2 separate regions of the Sus scrofa genome follow, and region 2 is linked to region 1. The links are chromatin contacts, called in public Hi-C maps. All regions are on one chromosome and are shown on one strand. The core of a region is the stretch at or near the end of the contact, and the rest is flanking DNA. Distances in the headings are between cores, read along the strand shown.

Region 1 (3,215 bases), core at 302-2,801:
TTCTCCATCAAAAGGGATTATTTTTTCCTTCTTTTTTGGCTGCACATATGGCATGCAGAAGTTCTGGGGGCAGGGATCAAACCTGCACTACAGCAATGGTGACCAGAGCCACAGCAGTGACAATGCTGGATCCCTAACCTGTTGTGCCAGAGGAGAATTCCCAACATGGATTTAAAAAAATAAATAAATAAACATTATTTTCTTTTTTTTCTTCTTCTTTTTTTTCTTTTTAGGGCCATACCCACGGCATATGGAAGTTGCCAGGCTAGGGGTCCAATCAGAGATGCAGCTGCCGGCCTATACCACAGCCACAGCAAGAGCAACATGGGATCCAAGCCTCGTCTGTGACCTACACCACAGCTCACAGCAACACAGGATCCTTTAACCCAGTGATCCAGGCCAGGGACTGAACCTGCATTCTCATGTGTACTAGTCAGGTTCATTACCACTGAGCCACAACGGGAACTCCTACCACAATTTTTTAAAAAAAGATCACAGGCCTACTCTCAGGGTCCCAGAGCAGTTTTCTCTGGACTTCACAGCCCCCACTTATTTCTAAGTATTCTTCTATGTGTAGAGTCTCTCTTTTTGGATATCAATTTATAAATCTCTCAGGTCAGGTGTCTTCCCACAGTTTTGTCTTCCAAACATCAATGCCAGGGAGGATTCCTTAGTATCTCAATCTGTCAAATAAAAGCCTGATGCCAGGGAGTTCCCATCGTGGCACAGCGGAAATGAATCTGACTAGGAACCATGAGGTTGCAGGTTTGATCCCTGGCCTCACTCAGTTGGTTAAGGATCCGGCCTTGCTGTGGCTGTGGTGTAGGCCAGCAGCTATATCTCTGATTAGACCCCTCGCCTGGGAACCTCCATATGCCACAGATGCGGCCCTAAAAATAAAAAAATAAAAAAAATTTTAAAAGCCTGATGCCAAATTATGCCCAAAACTTTACTTATCCCAATAAATGATATTATAAAACCACAGTATAAACCCCTCATGTTTGGGGGCCCCACCTACCCTACCTCTCTCGCTTCCTAAGTGGGGAGGCCGGCTTCACCTCTGGTGCTAAGGAAGAGAGGTGACAAAGGGGCACCCTGCCGTGGGCCCAAGCAGGCACTGGGCCCTCACCCAGAAACTGCCATCCTCCGCAGGAAAACCCTCTCCAAGCTGACAATGGCTTCGGTACACGGTGGCCCTACCTTTTGTTCTTGGGTCCCACCTACTCCTCTGTGTGGAAGTGAGACTGGTCAGGCTGTGGCTTCCGGAAAGGTGCCCACCTAGGCGTCAGTCCCCAGGAGCCCAGGGCAGAGCTGCCCAGAATCGCTGGCGCAGCTCCCAGCCCCTCCTCCGCCCGTGCCTGCCCTCCACCTTCACCCTCACTGGCAAGTCATCCTTCCAAATAAGAGACAGAATGTACTGTGGCCAGGGGCCAGTGGCCAGGCCAAACCTGACGGTGGGCCTCTGGCCCACATGAGAATCATGAGGGACACCCCACTTCTGGTCAAGGGCCCCTAGAGCCTTTCACTCTCAGTTCCCGCCGCCTCCCACCTGCCTGGGGGTCTATGGGTTCCCAGCTCAGTTTGTTCTCAGATGGGGGGTTTGCACACACTGTTCATTCAGTTAATATTCACTGACTTATTACTGACAGCTTGCCGGGGTCTGCGGAGGAAAAGACCTTGTGTTCTCGTCGCACCCTATCACCTAGGAAGGTTTTTTTTTTTTTCCTTCACTTTTCCTTTTTAGCAAAACTGCATCCTCATGGATACTAGTCAGGTTCTTAACCTGCTGAGCCACAACGGGAACTCCCTAGGAAGGAGGTCTTGGTCTAGAAATGGTCGAGGATGGTCTGTCAGCCTGTCTGTCAAACGGCCTGTCAACAGGTGATGGAGAGTGGAGGTTGCCTTTAGGGGAGCGATGGTTTCAGAGGGGGGTTCCCCAGGTGGGCGGAGGCAGGGTGGGGGTCCAGGCAGAAGAGGAGGATGGGCCTGGGTGTTGGGGCGGGTGGGAGGGTCAGGCCTGGAGTGCCGGCGAGCCCCTTGAGCAGACTCTGGCTCAAGGACACAGCACCAGGGAGCATCTCAGAAAGCTCTGGGGCCACGTGGGGCAGGCGAGAGGCTGGCGCTGCTGAACCAAGGCCCGCGGGGGTGGGGGTGGGAATTAGGAGCCAGGTCTGGGCACTGACCAAGGTGAGGGAGGTGAAGGCATGGGGAGTCCAGGGCCACCCTGGGTTCTGCTATCAGGGGGTGATGGGCTTGTTCAGCACAGAGTCTAGTGGCTGACCACTGCCTGACAGGCCCCCAAACACAGTGGCCCAAAGGGCAAGATGTGATTTTCTTCTGAGGGTTGACTGGGCTCAGCTGCCGGGTCTCACTTGGAGTCGGATGGCGGCTGGGCTGGTGGAGCGACCTGCAGACTCGGCTTCTCCACCCACACATACATGGTGGCTGGGCTGGCTGGAGCCTCAAGCAGGCTGCTCCGGAGTCCCTGGAGGGTCTAGGCCAGGGGTCAGCACCTTGTCCCAGACCCTACCCAGGTCAGATCAGGAGGAGGCATGATCCCAGACAGGCTGACTGAGCTGAGAGTGAGACTACGGAGCAGACACGACCCCCAGGTAGGTCGCCGGGGGTGGGGGGGCGGGGGGAGGCTGGCGGCGCTGGAGATGGGGGTGCGGGTTCTTATGGGGAGATGAACCAATCATGAGGATATTTGCACAACTCTGTAAATACACTAAAAACAACAAATTATACACTCTAAATGGGTGAAGTATATAGTATGTGAATTTTATCTCAAGCTATTTAGAAAAGGAAATATATATATATATATATATTTTTGTCTTTTGTCTTATTAGGGCCTCACGCACGGCATATGGAGGTCCCCAGGCTAGGGGTCTAATCGGAGCTGTTGCTGCCGGCCTACACCACAGCCACAGCAATGCCAGATCCGAGCCGCATCTGCGACCTACACCACAGCCCACAGCAACGCCGGATCAAATCTGCAACCTCATGGTTCCTAGTCAGATTCACTTCCACTGCGCCACGACAGAAACTCCTAGAAAAGGAAATCTATTTGAACTTTTGCTTATAACTTGGTTGTTTTGTTTTGTTTTGTTTTGTCTTTTTGCTATTTCTTTGGGCCGCACCCGCGGCATATGGAAGTTCCCAGGCTAGGGGTTGAATTGGAGCTGTAGCCACCGGCCTACGCCACAGCCGCAGCA
Region 2 (3,482 bases), core at 437-2,936, 170 kb before region 1:
TGGAGAACACAGGTTTCTCAGGGAGGAAGCCCCCCTCTCTACAAGTCAGGACTCTGCCCTTCTTAGCTGCCCACCAGCTGTATCCCCGCTGGATGGGAAGGAAGGCCACCCACCAGCCACTCCGCCCTTACCCAAGGTCTGGGGAGGTTGTCCAGGCTGTAGGGCGCCACCGCCACCTAGCGGACATGTGGGGTCCTGCATGCCCCTTGGGGACCCCTCCCCGCCTCCTGGCCCTCAGGAAGAGTCTAAGCCCACTTGTCTGGCTGCCCTACCTGTCAGCAGGTGGCCTGAGCCTGTGGGTAGGTTCATACCTCGCCTCCCACGGTTCACTGTCAAGATGAAGAGTGACAGTGACACACTGCCCTTACCTAGACTACAGGCTGGTTTCCGCTCCTGTTTGATGGCTGGGAACCAGCAGCATCCTCATCAGTCTAGGCTGTCCCTTCTGTGGTTTGTCCTGACCTTACCTGACCTTGACAGCTCTTGAAGAGCGCTGGTTAGGCAGTTCCTGAATGTCGGAGTGCTCTGGTGTTTCCCCACGAATGGGGCTGTGGGTTGGCGATAATTGCCCAGAGGTGAAGCACTGGGGTGCTTGCTGTCAAGGTGACTTGCTGCTGCTGACCTTTGCCCTGGGGCTTCTCCTCTGTCCAGAAGGGAGTCACTCAGCCCACCTCGGGAGAGGGGGAGGGGACTGTGGGTTGTGGCCCCCAGGGCCTTCACAGGCCTGTCTCATTACTCCTGTTGGACCTCCAGAAGGGCTGGGCTCCTCGCTAGGTCACAGAGCCATCTCACCACCACGTCCATCACTGGGGAAGGCACAGGCGGGGCTGAATGTGGCTCTGCACATCCACTGGCCTTGAAGACCCTGGTGGGAATAGGAACAGACCAGAGGAAGAGCAGGTGGCTGTGTCTGGGGAGGGTCTGGGCCGGAGCAGGGCAGAACCCGCCTGGGCGAGGTCCTAGGACAGCTGCCAAAAGCCAGGGAGGAGGTCAAGCATCCCGGCCTGGGAACTCCACCCCTACGGGCCCCGCCCACACCCAGCAGAGAAGACGAGAAGGCGGAGCATCCCCATGCCCAGCATGGGCCAGGGTCCAGAACCCCGGCTCCAGGCTGGGCGTGCACAACCTTGGACGAAAGCACAGCAAGCCCGGGGGTCTGAGGCCAGACCTGGGTCTCCAGGTGGCCTGGCTTCTGCGCTTTCTGCCTGAGGAATGAGAATCTCGAGCCGCGGTGATGCTTTCCAGTGCGGCACCCACCCTTTCCTCGCTCTACCCCCACACAGAAAAGGCTCTGGGAAAGGCACTGGCCACTGGGCTGGTAGGGCTGGTAGGGCTGGTAGGGCTGGTAGGGCTGGTAGGGCTGACGGGCGCACCCGGGGTGAAGGGTCCATCCGGGCTGCGGGGACATCTAGGGTGATGGAGCCCTGTGAGCGATGTCCCCTCTGTCCACTAGGTGTCGCGCTTGGCCGTGCCCTGTGCCGAACCACCCGGAGCAGGAACCCGGCAGTGGGAGCCCCACACAGTCAGCAAGGTCTTACCGCGGCGGAGGTGCTGTTTGCTGATCAAAGCTGCCTCCCTGTGAGCTGCCCTCCCAGCCCCTGGTGAATAGAGCGGTTCAGACTGAATCCCATTGCCCCCTCCCCTACTCACACGGGGACGAGGGTCTCCTCGCCCACTTCAGACCACGCCTACTCAGGCCAGGGGCGGGGCTGCGCTGCAGTCCTAACAGGCTCCCACTGATGCTGCTGCTGCCCGGGTCTGGTCTGGCAGTGACCACCATACAGAGTCCCATCCGGTGTCCCCACCCCGGTGCCTCCCCCAGACCCGTATCTGAGTTGCCAAATGAGTGCGATGACGTGAGAGACCCCCATTTCTGGTCCAGGTAGGAATTGGAAACTGGAACCCCCCAGCCTCCCTTAACCATCCCGGACCAGGCGTGAAAACCCAACTTCTGCAGCAAAGAGGACCGCCGGCCCACCGACCCTTTCATGAAGACCCTTTCATCCCTACTCCCCTTTGAGGAGCCCTGATGTCCTGAAAACCCCCCCCACGCCCCCACCACCCGGTCAGTTCACCAACTTGCCTAAATTCATTCTCCCTAAGAGGAGCGAGGAGGGATCCGACTGGAGGGGGATGTTGTAGGGGGCAGCAGGCAGGATGCCCTGATCCCCACAACAGAGAGTAGGGGTTGGGACCCCACAAGGCTCACAAAGCTGCCATGTGGATGCCTTCAGCTCCCACCTGCAAGGAGACCTTGAGTCAAGGACCCCTTATCACCCTCTCCCATCTCCATCCAGAGAAAGTCTCCAGGGCAATTGCGCTGTGTTTCCAGGGCCCCAGTGTGGATACCAGGTCAAAATCCCAACTCTGCCTCCTGAGTGCTGGGCAACCTCAGTGGCTGACTCAACCTCTCTGGGCCCCGTCCTCATCTGCAGATGGGAGAGCAGCCATTCCTACTCCTCAGGGTCCCTGGAATGGCAGATGAGCTGAACTCTCAGCACCCAGGGGCTTGCCTGGCTGGCAGAAGGGCTACCTAAGTGTCCACTGGAAAGGAGTGAGAGGAGGAAAAGAAGCTTCTGGAAGCACCAGCCCAGACAAGGCTGGGGGACAGACATTCCTGTGAACCAGTGTAGGGTTGACTGTGCCCTGCCCTCATTACCCGAAAAGCCTGGAAACAGTGGTCATCTCCAGGCAGCGGTCAGGGGTGCCGGCAGCAGAAAACATGCTACTTTCGTTTTCTCTTTGTACCTCTTACTTTTTTTTTTTTTTTTTTTTTTTGTCTTTTTATGTCTGTGACCTACACAGCTCAGCGGCTCAGCGGCAACGCCGGATCCTTAACCCACTGAGAGAGGCCAGGGATCTACTCCACATCCTCATGGATACTAGTCCGGTTCTTAACCTGCTGAGCCACAGCAGGAATTCCCTTGATGCCCTTTTAGAAGTCAGCTCTGCTGAACATGCCAAGCTGTTAGCGGACCCCAAGCTGTGGAGGGCATGGCCACAGAGCAGGCATAGGCCTGTGTCATTTTATCCCTCACAAACCTTAGGGAATGATGCCACCTTCATCATTAATTTGAAAAAGTAATACATAGATTTGGATTAAAAAATGTAAGAAGCGGGAGTTCCCATTGTGGCTCAGTGGGTTAAGAACCTGACAAATATCCATGAGGTTGCAGGATCTATCCCTGGCCTTGCTCAGTGGCTTAAGGATCCCATGTTGTGGTGGCTGTGGTATAGGCCTGCAGCTGCCTCGACCCCTAGCCTGGGAACTTCCATGTGCTGCAGGTACAGATCTAAAAAGAAAAAACAATTTTTTTAATTTAAAAAAATAAATAAAAGGGCATCAAACCAGTGCCACAATCTAAGGGTGATATAATGCAGCTGGAACACCCCCTACAGTCAAAGGTGCCTCCTCACAGCAGGCCCACCAGAGTTCCCAGATGTCAGCCAAGGAGCGGCTGTCTGGACGACCTGGACAATCC

The links. Hi-C and Micro-C count contacts between places; a contact is called where the count stands out from the background.
Region 2: a Hi-C map of alveolar macrophages shows a contact between it and region 1, with 2.7 times the contacts expected there. The contact joins the enhancer-like site here to the promoter of LRCOL1 in region 1. A contact is called at or near these places in 22 of 47 Hi-C or Micro-C datasets (alveolar macrophages, blood, brain and 12 more).

What each region holds. Positions count from the first base shown.
Region 1 is chr14:22,869,250-22,872,464 of Sscrofa11.1, reverse strand. It overlaps LRCOL1 (leucine-rich colipase-like protein 1), which reads right to left and starts at 1,551. Exons shown (of 5, transcript XM_021073241.1): 1 at 1,201-1,551.
Region 2 is chr14:23,040,810-23,044,291 of Sscrofa11.1, reverse strand. No RefSeq gene overlaps it. Among named protein-coding and RNA genes, the nearest start is that of FBRSL1, 65 kb to the right of the region's middle. Within about 2 kb of position 1,686, at least 35 of the 83 cell types and tissues checked have an H3K27ac peak or open chromatin away from gene starts, as enhancers often do. A contact at or near this core is called in alveolar macrophages, embryonic fibroblasts, fetal liver and 3 more, where this site is marked.